2 separate regions of the Mus musculus genome follow, and region 2 is linked to region 1. A link is a contact called in public HiCAR-type data. All regions are on one chromosome and are shown on one strand. Each heading gives the region's core, a stretch centred on a gene start, on an enhancer-like site or on the middle of the called end of the contact. The rest is flanking DNA. Distances are from core to core; before and after follow the strand shown. Region 1 overlaps Exoc4 (exocyst complex component 4). Region 2 overlaps Slc35b4 (solute carrier family 35, member B4).

Region 1 (7,058 bases), core at 2,840-5,339:
TTATTTCTGTGAATTGTAAGCTTGGTTTCAGAACTCTACTTTGTCCTGGCAATGTCTCTACTTGCACTCTGTGTTCTGCTTTGAGTAGCATTATAATATACATGAATGTCACATGAAGAATACCTCCCTCAGAACTTCCTTTCTTCATTTTCTTTACAATTGTTACATACTTTTTCTTCTTAGTAGACTTCAGATGTGACGGCATCAAACATGTTAACTGGATTTAAATGGATCAGGCATCTGTGTGCTGTGAGACTGCCAGTCTTCCCATTTGTCCATTTCTTCAGAATCCACCTTTTACTATGTCTTCCTGCTCTCCCTCCCTCCCTCCCTCCCTTTCTCCCTTCTTTTCTTTCTTCTGCCTTCCCACCAGAGATCTTTATTTATTCCATTTTATTCTATGTATATGTAGAATGTACACATCCATGTATGCAAGGATGTGTGCACAGACACATGGAGACCAGAGGTTGATGTCAAATGTCTTCCTCAATTGCTTCTCTGCCCTCTATTATTTGAAATAAGATCTCTCATGGAACAGAAAGATCACGCTTTGGCTATGTTGACTAGCCAGCAAATTCCTGATATGTTTGCCTCTGTCCCAAATGCTGGGGCTACAGACATGCACACCTAAGTCTGGTTTTTATAAGGATGCTGGGGATTTCAACTTGGGTCCTCTCACTCTTATAGCAAATGTTCTGAGTAACTAAGCTATCTTCCTAACTACAATTTTGTTGTTTGTTTTGTTTTGTTTTGTTTTTTCAGACAGTGTTTTCAGTCTTTAGCTAGTTTAGAATTTATTATATAACCAACCAGTCTGCAGCCCATTCAAAAATTTCAGTCCTTTATACATGGTATCAAAGTAGAAATGGTGATACTAAAATGGAAATGTTTCAGTGGAGATAGGGATGGAGATGAAGGGTGGGAGGAGAGTTAACAAAATGAGGGATGTATGATAAAAGTCACAGAACTCTTATTTTATAAGATAATTTTAAAATATAAGAAAAAACAGGAATGTCCATGAGCATTCTAACTACAATTTCTGAACCTCTGATCATTCTGTTCACACTGTCGCCAGGAGAATACACTACTCAAGAGGTAACTGACAGTAACTCATTCACATCTATTCCTGAAGTAACTCTGGAGTCCAAAACTCAGTAGCTCCATCTATGGGCCTAGCAGTTTGTCTACTACCCATCTGCTAAACAGAAGTAGACCTTTCCCTTTCAATGTCCAGTCTCTGGTTACACAGAAGCACCACCTAGCACAGGACACCACCCAGCATGCACCACTTCCCGTGCTCGCCTAGTATACAGCTGGATAAGAAGGCATAAATGTGAATATTTCAGTAGACAGTGCATGACAGACCTTCGGAAAAGTTCTTACATTCTCTCTAGGAATATAAGAAGGACGGCCATTGTGTGCAGCAATCACATAACTGCAATGATCGACCATCTTAAGCCCTAGCCTGACTCCACTCCATATTTACACTAACGTAACGGTCTTCCTGAGCCTACCTGGACTGTAAAACATAGGGCTGTGCTACAAGTCAAGGATTCAAAGCCAAGTTTCTTCCTTAAACTTCTCTTGAGCTCCTCCAGAACAAATCAGCTAAAGCTGAGAAGACCCTACTAAATCTTCAACTTCAGTTCGTAGATCTCAGTATTTCAAACATTGATGACTTCACAGTTTAACTGAAGTTCTTTCTCAGTTCCTTCTGAGAGCACAAGAATGTCTCTGATCCATAAGGAACAACAGGCCCACAGGACATGTTCTTACATATCCTTATATAAGAGGACCAGAACAATACACAATGAATGAATGAACAAACTGATGTTACCCTCTCTGAATATGGCATATTTTCTATTATAAAACCTTCTATGAGTTTGAAGACAGTATATATATTACAGGGTAAGGAAAATGAATCACAGTATTCTGGAATTCAGAGAATGTTACTCCAAATAATGTTACTGCCACAAGACATTGTAGTAGACGGGCCCCGTAACCAACCTCATCTTCCCCTTTTCCTTGTTACGCTGTACCACCCGGCTAGTGGATTTGATATACAGATGGCGGTGCAGTTCCTCTATGAGAACCAAGTGCAGGTTCATCTTCTTGCTGTGAAGTTCCAGCCTGAGATCACTGAGCCCTTCCACCTGGAGCAGTGGACCCTCCAGGGACTCCACTGCTGACACCTAGAAAGGACAAGAAAGCCAAATAAGTATATGTAAAGAGTCTTGCAGCCCCATAAAGAGAAAGAGTGGGTTTTACAGTACCATCTAAAAGGAGTGATGAGAACTGTGTGTGCAATATCAGACTACAGAGTATTGTGTGGACTAACCTAGTAAGGCCCTTAAGGATTTGCTAAGATAAATACAACAAAAGAGAAAAAGAAAAGAAAATCCTGACAAAGAAATGCATAAGGCACATAAAGCAACACAGCAAAGCCATAGGTGCTGTTTACTCCCCCACATACTGCGTGTCCAAAACACATGTAAAATAACTACATCCATTCATATTTTCACTAGAATCTCAATGCCTATGGCTGAGATCAACTTCTTCGAGGGTGGTATTTTGTTTTGTTTGGATTGTTTGGTTTGGTTTGTTTTGTTTTGTTTTGTTTTGTTTTGTTTTGTTTTTTGAGACAGGATCTAACTATGTGGCCCCAGGTAGCTTCAAACCCACACCCCTCTTGCCTCAGGCTTCCTAGCAATGAAACACCACACTAGCTTGAAACCAACTTCTTAATAAAAGTTTCTCCTTACAACTAAAATTAAAGCAAAGAATACTTTTTTAATAGCTTATTCTCGTGGTGAGCATAAGCCAGATAGCTCTGTTAGCTGAGGTCACGCATATACCTATAAAGAACCAGGCTGTCCTCATGTTCTCACATGCACAAGCATGTGGAAGTAAATGCACTTTTGCATGCATTCTACAGGTGAGAAGTAGCAATCATGACCTCTGAGGAGAACCTGATCCAATCTGATTGAAAAGGGGGGACAAAAATGGAGAACTGAAGGTACAGTACAAAGGAGATGCTCTGATGGCTGAGAGGTTTCAAAGCAGGAAGGACTGAATGAAAGAAATCGTAAAGGAATGCCTATAACAGAGAAAGGATGAAAGAGCCTCGGGATCTAAGCTGACTTTGAAACCCCAAGTGATAACTGCAGAGTGGGAAGGAGCACGTGAGGTGTGATCGCCTTCTTTGTGTAAGTACAATTAATTCTCTAGGTGCTAATGATCTTTTATATCTGGAAAGGAAAAAAGTGAAGAGTAGATTCTAAGTATTACTACTCAGGAGTGGGGGGGGGGGGGGTTAAAGAGGGGAACTTGAGGCTACACGGTGGAGGGGAAAGATGAGAAAGAAGAAAAGGAAGCCATAAGAAATCCTGATGAGAAATAAAGCTCACACGCTCTGAGGAATCCAGGTGTATGGCTATCGCCAGCTTGGGTTATGCTTCTTTCAGGCAGAGGTAGCTAAAGAAGTAATAACACCATTTACAACGGGGTGACCCCATTTAATCTGATTATAGAGACAAAATGACCCTCAACACTAAATCATTCACATAAAAGCAATAGTTAATGAAAGTCATGAAATGAGTCAGATGGTGGTAGCACTCACCTTTAATCCCAGTACCTGTGAGGCAGAGACAGGCGGATCTCTATGAGTTGGAGGCCAGCCTGGTCTACAAACCGAGGTCCAGGACATCCAGTGCTACACAGAGAATCCCTGTCTCAAACAGGAAAGTCATGGAATGCTTTGGTAATAAGAAGTACTAATCACAGATCTATAGCGGTCTAAGAAGACACCTGAAAGCTTCTAGACAATGAATACAGAAAGCTCTGTGGCTGTCAAATACAAACCAGCCCAAAACAACTTAAAAATAATAATAATAAAGTGTAATGGCTCACCCATAAACACATCACTTGTTTTGTGATGTGCTGCAATCAAATGTCAGCAGCAAATGAGTTTCCTTAAGTTTAAAGCAGGAAAGAATCAAAGAGTGGAAGATTGACAAGCCCTGGGCCAGCTCTGCCCTCTGAAGCCTGCCCAGACATTCTCACACTGACTTGCAACTGCCCCTGCTATGACAGCCCCTGGGTCCTGGGCAACCTGCCAGTAATTCCAAATGGAAAGGCAGACTCTTAAAATGACCAAAGTGTCCCCAAGGGAGGAAAAGCAACAACAAATTCATTTATACTCACGCCCTAAAATGGATTTTTTTAACTCAAGTCTCTAGTGAAGAAAAGAGGACGCATTAACCTTCAGTGACATCTAGGTCCAGAAAATAAAACATAATTTGGTAAACCACTGGCCCATCGTGTAGCCTTATCCCTCAAGGTAATTAAATCCAACCAAAATAGTTAAGCTTAAAAGCCACCCACTGCACAGCCACACTTGATTTGCTTGTAGGAATTCGCATGAAGAGATTTAATTCATACCCCAAACACAAACTCACATAACAATGACAGCTTCCAAAGCCCTTCAATCAAATAAATAAATAAATAAACTTCAGGTAAAAACAACACTATGCCTGGCAAACAGTATTCACAGAAATTATTTTTAACAGTACCTACTTATTCAATACAGCACTTGAGCAAGTGTTCTTCAGGACCCCACTGTAGTCATTTAAACAAGTTTTCTGACTATGTTCCCTTGAAACCAAATATAATTTGTATACACATGAACATACACACACAAGGGTAGTCCTAGAACTTCAAACTTTACAAATCTCAACCTAAAGAAGAATTGAGAACAGTGCCTGTGGTGACTTGAATAAGAATAGCCACACAGGCTCACAGGCTTCAGTGTCAAGGTCCAGCTTGTGGAACTGCTTAAGAAGGGTTGGTGAGTGTGGCCCTCTTGGAGGACGGTGTCACTGGAAGTGCACTTTAAGGTTTCAAAGGTCCATGCCAGGCTCTTTTTCATTCTCTCCCTACCTGCAACTTGCCAGTGGCCATGCATCCTGGTAAGTTAGGGTACTGTTGTGACAGGCCTGACCAAGCTGCTGTTTAGAATATGGAAGATTTGGGGACTTTGGATTAGAAAAAAAAAAGAATGCTGTAAGCAGGGCTTAATGAACGCCCTAGCAGAAACATGGAAGGCAGTAGTACTGAGAGCACTGTAGACTATGGAGGCCCAGCTCAAGAGGCTTCAGAGGAGAGGAATATTAGAGGCCAGTCTGTGATATTTTGACAAAGAACGTGGCTGCTTTTTGCCCTGTCCTTAAAATCTGCTGGAGACTAAATTGAAGAGTCTTAGATTGATTGCTTTGGCAGAAGAAATTTCAAGGTAGCATATACTGACTGTGGCGCATGGCTATTAGTGATCTCTCTTAATGCAAATACACAATGAAAAGTAGCAAGCGGGGTAAAGTGAAACATAAAATGCACAGTCTGAGGAAAAAGGGAGCAGCTGAAACAGAAGAGTGGTTTTTAAAAAGCCTGATACTAAATGAAGCCCAGAATGATCTCAGGGCAAGCCCAGACCTGCTTAATCCTGAAAGCTATTGATCTCCTAGGTCTAAGCAACAAGGAAAGTTTACTGCAAATGTTATTCAAGGAGGAGGCCAGAACTCCAGCCCCAGCAAGCAGAATTTGGCGGATTTGGTCAGGTGATTCTGGATTTAGAGTCAAGAGGATATAGGTTGTGTAATCTTCTACTCCAGTCAAGGAAAGCCACTAAGGCCAGACCTGTGACAAGGAATTCCTGCCTGAAGAAACTATTACTTGAAGCTGTGAAAGTGAAGTCTAGACTGCATAGGAGACCCAAGATGTTGGATGTGCCAAAGCTATGAGGTGGCTACCACGGAGAAACACAACAGGAAGTGAAACCAGCCCAGGAGAAAAACTTGTTGTAACCAACAAAGCTGGAAGGAGTGGGAGACGGGAAAAAGCCTCTAAGAATCTGGAGTTTGTCCTGCGGGATTTCAGTGTTGCTTTGGTCTAGGACTCCCTACATGCTCCCGTTCCTCCTTTTCAGAATAGCAATGTGTATTATGTGCTATGGTATGTTGGAAGGATGTAAGTTGCTTTTTTATTTTTATTTTTCTAAGACTTGTTTATTTATGTATATGAGTGCTTTGTCTTCATGTACACATGTACTTATGTCTGTATGCCAGAACAGGGAGTCGGATCCCATTACAGATGGTTGTGAGCTACCATATAGTTGCTGGGAATTGAACTCTGAGCAACTACTTCATTAAAGAAATGTTATTAAGAAAGTAATAGTTTCCCTGATGATTAAGGATGTTGAACATTTTTTCAGGTGCTTCTCTGCCATTCGGTATTCGTCAGGTGAGAATTCTTTGTTCAGTTCTGAGCCCCATTTTTTAATGGGGTTGTTCGATTTTCTGAAGTCCACCTTCTTGAGTTCTTTATATATGTTGGATATTAGCCCCCTATCTGATTTAGGATAGGTAAAGATCCTTTCCCAATCTGTTGATGGTCTTTTTGTCTTGTTGACGGTGTCTTTTGCCTTGCAGAAACTTTGGAGTTTCATTAGGTCCCATTGTCAATTCTCGATCTTACAGCACATGCCATTGCTGTTCTGTTCAGGAATTTTTCCCCTGTGCCCATATCTTCAAGGCTTTTCCCCACTTTCTCCTCTATAAGTTTCAGTGTCTCTGGTTTTATGTGAAGTTCTTTGATCCACTTAGATTTGACCTTAGTACAAGGAGATAAGTATGGATCGATTTGCATTCTTCTACATGATAACAACCAGTTGTGCCAGCACCAATTGTTGAAAATGCTGTCTTTCTTCCACTGGATGGTTTTAGCTCCCTTGTCGAAGATCAAGTGAATCAAAACAACCCTGAGATTCCACCTCACACCAGTCAGAATGGCTAAGATCAAAAATTCAGGTGACAGCAGATGCTGGCGTGGATGTGGAGAAAGAGGAACACTCCTCCATTGTTGGTGGGATTGCAGGCTTGTACAACCACTCTGGAAATCAGTCTGGCGGTTCCTCAGAAAATTGGACATAGTACTACCGGAGGATCCAGCAATACCTCTCCTGGGCATTTATCCAGAAGATGCCCCAACTGGTAAGAAGGACACAT
Region 2 (7,058 bases), core at 1,361-3,860, 860 kb before region 1:
AATGTTTCTCTCGCACAGACGACAGCCTTCCATTCTTCCACTATGTGCTGACTGTGCTCAGACTGAGGAGTGGCTCTCCATCTCCTCGGCTCACTGTAGCTCTTTGTTGCACCCTCTGAAGATGCTCTTTGATGGGTCTGAACAGCAGCAGCAAAGAGAACTATCCCAATCCTCTGGGTCCCCTGGGAAGGCAAAGAGAACTGTCCTAATCCTCTGGGTCCCCTGGGAAGGCAGTTAAGACTTTTTTCTGTTACATTAAATGCAGATACTGTTTCTCCACCTAAGTCCCCAGGTTTGCAGACTGATTGTCATTCTGGCCATTGACAGCTTCCCAGTGCTGGTAATGGTCTGTTCTCAAAGACCTGAATTAGATGTGAACCCATTCACAGTCCCAGAAGCTCTGTAGCTACTTTGAAATATGTGGGGTTGCCTGGACCAATGTTGCTATAAATACCAAGTGTTAAAAGCCCCCTTAAAAAGACAGTAATAAAAAGTACTTTTTTCTTCCAGTTTAACAGAAGAATCTGTCCCTCGGGGCTCTTGAGGCTCCATTCTGATTACTCCTAACAGGCTATAACCTTCAGTTACCTAGAGCTTCCCTTTTTATGTTGGGAGAAGTAGCACACAGCTTGTAGTTCCCTGAGACTGGCTGATACAATCTAACTGGACCGGTTAGGGTTTCAGAATGTGTATCCCTTTGTGGGTTTTGTTGAAGGAGATGTAAGAACAGATAAGAGTGCGGGCTCTGCTGGCTCAAGCTAGCAAGTGCCCCAGCTGCTTCCTGCCGTGCAGTAGACAGAAGAAAATGTAACCGGCACTAGTTACAGTTTTGTAAAATTGCCCTTCTAAAGGTTCTGTTTTCCTTCTCATTGTGTATGCTTGTTGCACAGGGCCCTGTGGTTGGACACTTCCCTGCAGTTGAGTACTTCCCCCAAGCTCTCCTCTCCCCGTGTTAGGTCCTGCTGTTCCCCTGAACAGTTTTGCCTTCTACCTTCAGATCGCATACACACCGTGGTTTCATGTCTCTCTACAAAGCTCAGGAGCTACAAATAAGAGCACACATATGCTGTTTGTCCTCCCTACACCAGCTAACCCCTTAATAGGACCATCTCTGGATACATCCATAAAATCACTCTTTATAAAAGTCATTTCTCTTTGCCATTTGTTTGTTTGTTTGTTTGTTTGTTTAGCATGTGGACTGTAAAGGTTTTAAAAGGGCAAATAAGCCATTTTACCAAGGACCAGGCTCCATGGAATGTAGAGAACTGCCTATTAAACACCTTTGTTCAGAGACAGAGCATATCGTTTGTCTCAAAATAGAGCTTAAGACATGTAAAACTCTAGAGCAAAAGCCAAATAGCAAAGGCCTCTAGCCGGGAAATGTAGTGTGTCTGCGGCCGCACGGCAGCATGACTCGTGTATGAGGTGGCAGGACAGGGGTGGACGCTTGGGTTATACTTACTATCTCACAACCTGCTGTTGCCGACGCCGTCTTTATCACTTTCACTAGAAACATGTTTTCAGTTCTTAAACTTTTTTCTCGCAGTGCCGAGGATCAGACCTAGGGCCCCATAGATAGTGTGGATTCTTTTGTTTTCTTTTCACCCAATACACTAGGTAGACTTACAGTTGATTTTATGAGGTTGGTTCTGCATATCCTTTCCCCTTCTTCCTGCCCAGCTGACCAAAGTCCAGCACTCAGTTCTCTGCCAGGGTGGTTGGTGCTGCCTGTGGCTGCCCTCTTCTGTTCTGGGAGGAACACATGGTAGTTCTGAGGGGTCTCAGCCTGCAGTCATTTCCCGGGCCCGCTTTCCTCCATGCTGGGGTCCGCTTTTGGATTTTGTGCCTTTGCTCTTCCTGACCCCTGGGTTCCTGACTGCACCTGCATCCCCTTGGGCAGTTGAGTCCCTGGGGCTTGTGGTAATTTTCAGGAGTTTTCTAGGGTATTTATATCCATCTAGAATGCCTTGTCTAGTGTTTCTGTAAGCATCGCTAGTAAGAGTGCAGTGTATGGGAAGCACTCGGCAGAGAGCTTGCATGGAAGCTTTATCTGAACCGACTGCGTATTCTTGTCCAGCTCAGCCCAGGAGCAGAGAACCACTGCTACATGTCCCTTCTAGTTGGGCTCTTTTTAGCCTAAAGTCGGGGAAGGGGAATGGAGTCAGTATCTGAGCAGATAGCGTACTTAGAGGAAAAAGCGTGTGTTAAAGATCTGACACCCAGATCTTCTCTTTGGCTAGCGGCAGATAGAATTAGGAGGAACTCCTGCTACATAAACAAAGTGCTTTGGGCTTTCCGCTGAGAGTTATTGACTGCATCTTGTCTGTGGCACTTGAAGCTGACATTGACAGAATATAGAGAAAATGTGCTCATTACTACCAGTGTAGTGTTTGGAAATAAGTATTTACAGTATTTAAGCACTGGAATATGTTTGCTATGACCAGAGCTGGGATTGGAGGCTGGCCCTTCTCAATTTTATTGTATATTCTTTTTTTTTTTTTAGAAGTTTCCTCACTGTAGACATTCCAGGAATGGAAGAGGCCGGGAGCATGCATAATTCATTTCTGAACTGCCAGCTCCTGGCAAAGTGTCTGACGTGTGTTACATGAGAAAGTAAATGCTTGCCAAGGCCTCTTCCTCCCTCTCCATAATGGTTCCTTACAGCCAAGGAAGGGAACAGCCCAGTGGCTCCAAAGAAGAAAAAGAGTGGGGAGCAGTTATTGGGAGAGGTCCAGAGAATGCTACCCAGCTTTTTGCTCTCTTGATGCGTGGTGGTAGGGAAGAGGGAAGAGGCTTGTGTGCATATTACCATGTACAGTTGATGTTCAGGAAGAAACTCACCAGATTGTTAGAGTCCTAAGGGTTTTTGAAGTGGCTGCTTGGTGACCAGCACCCTGCAGTCAGTATTACTGCTGTCTGGAGAGCTGTGTATCTTGGTCTTCTCTGAGTATCACAAACTTCTTCCCCTGAGCTTTGCCTACGGAAATTACCACCATGAGGCAAGCAGCAAAAGAGCCACAGGCAGAAAAGGCCTGGTCTGCATCCAGACACCGCCCATATTTGAGGGGGGGGGCGTGTAATGATGCCTTTGACAGACGAGTTATTTTACATCTTTTCTGGTGGAAGGTAGACTCCTCAGGCAAAGTGGGAGGCAGTGGTTATCCCCCAGCAACACAAGAAAGCCTTTGTGCTTTGCTCGCAATTGCGAGCATTTCCGAGCTGTTTGCTTTCTTTCCAGAGAATGGCCTCAGCTTCCCAAGAAGGATGATTTGAAAAGTAGCAAATTATGGTGGTGAGGATTTTATTCATCCAGACTCGGAACGCTTCATTGAGTAGTACATTTTAAGAACAAAGATCAGAGCTGGAGGGAGCACAGAGCAGCCGTGTGTGTAGAACAGCCCAAAGACATTAGTGAGCATTCAGACTTTGAGCTGTGTAAATATCAGACCTCACTCCCAGCCATAGGAGCTATTTGAGCAGTTAAGGAGGGAAGGGAGGCTCTTTGAATAGAACGTTTTGCCAAACTGAATGTGCCCTTTTTACTGTCATTTCTTGTAAAGAGCCATTTTTCACCTCTGAAAAAAACTCATAAGACATCTGGTTTTTATCTTTAATTTGCAATCGTTGTTTCTTAATAAAAGTGATAAATCCCTGCAGGTGTGTCCAATCACCATTGCCTTCAGGGCTCGTGTGTGGTTTCAAGAGCTCTCTTGTTTTTACCTTGTACATGGTGGCGGCGGGATGCTTCGCTGTGGACCATTGTCAGCAGCCTGTCTTCCTGATGCTTCGCAGCTGGATCAGTAAGAGGCCCCTCCCCAGGCTACTGCCTGCTTCTGCTTCACAAAAGTAAAGTAGATTGGTCTGCCATTGGAGTTCTAGAAGGTTGCGGCAGTGTCTGCAGCGAATCTCTCCAGTATATTGACTTTTATAATAGTCAGTGTGATTAGCCCCCTTTCTCTACAGACTACACTACTTTTACATAAATCCTAGCACAGAAGTCGCACATGCTCCAAGCAGTGTGCCATTCAGTCTGCAGCCACCCACACGTGCAAACAAAAAACCTCCCCTTTTAACAGTTTTAATAGACTTTTTTTCAGGCTGAGCTGGGTGTTTTAAGTAGACCCACAGTTTTGAGCTGGAATGGCCTCTGAAAGCCCGGTATGCTGAAGCCCAAAGGGGTTAATGCGTGTTGAACTCCAGAATGTTCTGAACTGCCAGCCTGAGAAGAGAGACTTCTTAAGATGGTAAATTATGGTTTAGTTCAACTCGTGAGCAACCTGCGTGTTTCCATGAGCAGGGCGCTCTTTTACACAGTGCCCTGTACTTCTGATACCAGCAGCAAAACCCAGTTGTACACACCATGCTCCAGATGCCACTCTAGAAGAGCAACCAGCACTTAGGGAGATGTCACGAGGATCCATTTCCTTTGACCCCTTTCTTAAATGAAACAGTCAAGCACTATCAAAGACTGGTGCATACCACTTGTTTTTCTGTTGTCAAAAAGTCTGTTTCCCAGGAGAAACAAACACGTGGGCATGTGGGTTTGTCAACAGCCAAAGCTTTTAGTGATGTTCTTTATCTTCAAATTAATATAGTCACCTCATCATTAAAATGAAGTTATTTTAACACATGATTGTTTCTTAATCAGCACTTTAAGGATCTAGCATATGGATGACTCGGCAGCCCAAATGCGTCCTGAATCCAAGTAAATCTTATGATGATAAGCACTAGAATTTATTACAATGAATGAAGTTGATTGCATGAACAACACATCCGTGTGGGTTTCCCCGAGTCTCTTAACATTTGATTCATGTAATTAAATAATAATATTCTCAATGGAAACCAACTGTGAGGGAAATTCGTTTTGTTTTACTAACTAGGAAACTGAGGCGTGGAAGAACTACCTAGCATACGTACATAGCTCAGTTGCTCATATGTTGTTGGAGCTGAGTTTTGAGCTGTTAGACCCCGGAGTCTGAGCTCTAAGGATTGTCCCATGCTATCTCCCAAGGCAAGACTTCGATTTCGATCTACTCACTGGCTTAGGTCTCCATATGCTAAATGCCATCAATGAGCCTCGACTCTGTGTTCTTAGCATGTTAGTTGTTAAGGCCTAGATGGAATGTTAAGGCCTAGGCAACTGTTACCTGGCTAGCCTACCATTTTGTGCTGTTATTAATATTATAAGGAAACTTTCTCACATTGTTTCTGCTAGTTACTAGGAAACGTCCTCATGCCCATGTTGATTACATATTCTGTTATACTCTGTGTCCTTGGAAACTGATCACAATAGAAGGCAGTAGAACTCTTTGAATAGTTACGTACAGTAAGCTTAGACCCCCAACATAAGAGAGACACCTTCACTAACATAGGAAGCTATTTGGAATAAGACTTCCATTTTGAGTAGGGGGTCCAGTAAAATTTAATTTCCCAAGACCAGCCTGGGAACCGATATCCTGGCTGGCAAGTTAAGACACGAATGTTAGACAAGTCCCATCCCGGTTGACAAGACATGAGTGTGTTAGACAAAGCAAGTCCCCTGCCACAGTTGAATACCCCAACCAATGGGAGCAGGATAAATGTACAACAAAGACATGTTCCCAAGGAAACCCCCACCCCTAAATCCTGACTGGTGGAATAACTTGGCACAGACGTTTGTGTATTTCAGGCTTAAAAGCCCCGTAGCACTGAGCTTGACTCAGTGTCATGGTTCAACTTCCAAGTCCGGAACATGGCCCTGATCCATTGGTCTTGGGGTGTGGCATTCAATAAACCATCCCTATTTGGCTGAGATTGGTATTTGTGTGGTCTATACAGTGAGTCCCAGACCTCAACATTAGTTTTGCTTCGATTCATATTCTGTTCTCTCAGAGCTTGAATCCTGTTCTCCAGAACAAACAAGAAAATAACACCTCAAAAATCTGGTTACAAGACATACCGGTTCCTCGGTGTTTACACCAGGGTTTACCCATCTTCCCTAGTGCTCAAGTCTGTAACATTAGCCAACAACCATCAGATGTGGAGCAGAGCATAAGTCACAGCTTTTACAATGATTTGCTTAAGTCTCTGTAGTTTACAGGATGTTTAACGCGTGCGTTAACTGTTCTTTTCATTCCTCCAAGTTCTGTTCCAGAAAGCATTTTAATTGGGTTATCTCATCTACCTGGCTGAATGCCATCTCTGATTTATACTTCGATAACAAATCTTCAGCCATTCCGCAAGGATCATTGCAAGAGTTTTCAGTTTCCATGATTCAGATTCTTTGCACTGATGAAGTTAAATCCATTATCCATTACCCACTAGGTTGCTTCATGCCCTCCATTTAAACAGGAGTTAGTGTTAGATTATTGCTCAGTCCTGGCTCTAGAACACATTCACCTCTGCAGATGCAATTGCAGATGCAATTCTGTCAGGAAATGAAAACTGTCACCCCTTTTGTAAAAAAAATGCATCAGGCTTATGTTTTGAGCTGCATGGAACAGGAACCCCAGTTTAGTCCTCTAACCTAGTTTATTCTTTACAGGGATGGGGTACTGGCTGCTTTTGTTTGTCAACCTGGCACATGCTAGAATCATAAGAGGTAGGAGCCTCAGTTGAGGAAATGCCTCCATGAGATCCAGCTATAAGGCATTTTCTCAGTTAGTGACCAATGGGGGAGGGCCTAGACCACTATGGGTGGTGTATCTCTGGTCAAGTGGTCCTCGGTTCTATAAGAAAGCAGGCTGAACAAGTCAGGAAGCAAGCCAAAAAGCAGCATCCATCTATAGCCTCTGCATCAGCTCCTGCCTCTCGGATCCTGCCCTGTTTGAGTTCCTGTCCTGACTTCCCATGGTGATGAACAATGTGGAAGTGTAAGATGAATAAACCTTTTCCTCCCCAACTTGTTTTTTTGGGCATGATGTTTCACCACAGCAATAGAAACCCTCACTGAGACAGATGGGCGGGTGGGGCTGGTACAATCACTCCAGGAAGTTGTTGAAGAAAATGACAGAACTTGCTATACAAATGGCACACCTGCAGAAGGTGTACTCACTGCAAAAACCAGAGGGCAGTTGAAC

The links. HiCAR-type assays count read pairs that join an accessible place to other places.
Region 2: a contact with region 1 is called in a HiCAR-type map of astrocytes, with 4 times the contacts expected there. The contact joins two enhancer-like sites. A contact is called at or near these places in 2 of 115 datasets of contacts at active chromatin or transcription factors (astrocytes and embryonic stem cells) and 1 of 9 other capture datasets (embryonic stem cells).

Annotation. Positions count from the first base shown.
Region 1 is chr6:33,291,867-33,298,924 of GRCm38.p6, reverse strand. It overlaps Exoc4 (exocyst complex component 4), which reads right to left. Exons shown (of 18, transcript NM_009148.4): 4 at 2,008-2,192. Among named protein-coding and RNA genes, the nearest start is that of Exoc4, 46 kb to the right of the region's middle. Within about 2 kb of position 4,089, at least 15 of the 459 cell types and tissues checked have an H3K27ac peak or open chromatin away from gene starts, as enhancers often do. A contact at or near this core is called in astrocytes, where this site is marked.
Region 2 is chr6:34,149,978-34,157,035 of GRCm38.p6, reverse strand. Slc35b4 (solute carrier family 35, member B4) reads left to right here. Exons shown (of 10, transcript NM_021435.3): 10 at 1-1,157. Among named protein-coding and RNA genes, the nearest start is that of Gm13855, 24 kb to the left of the region's middle. Within about 2 kb of position 2,610, at least 87 of the 459 cell types and tissues checked have an H3K27ac peak or open chromatin away from gene starts, as enhancers often do. A contact at or near this core is called in astrocytes, where this site is marked.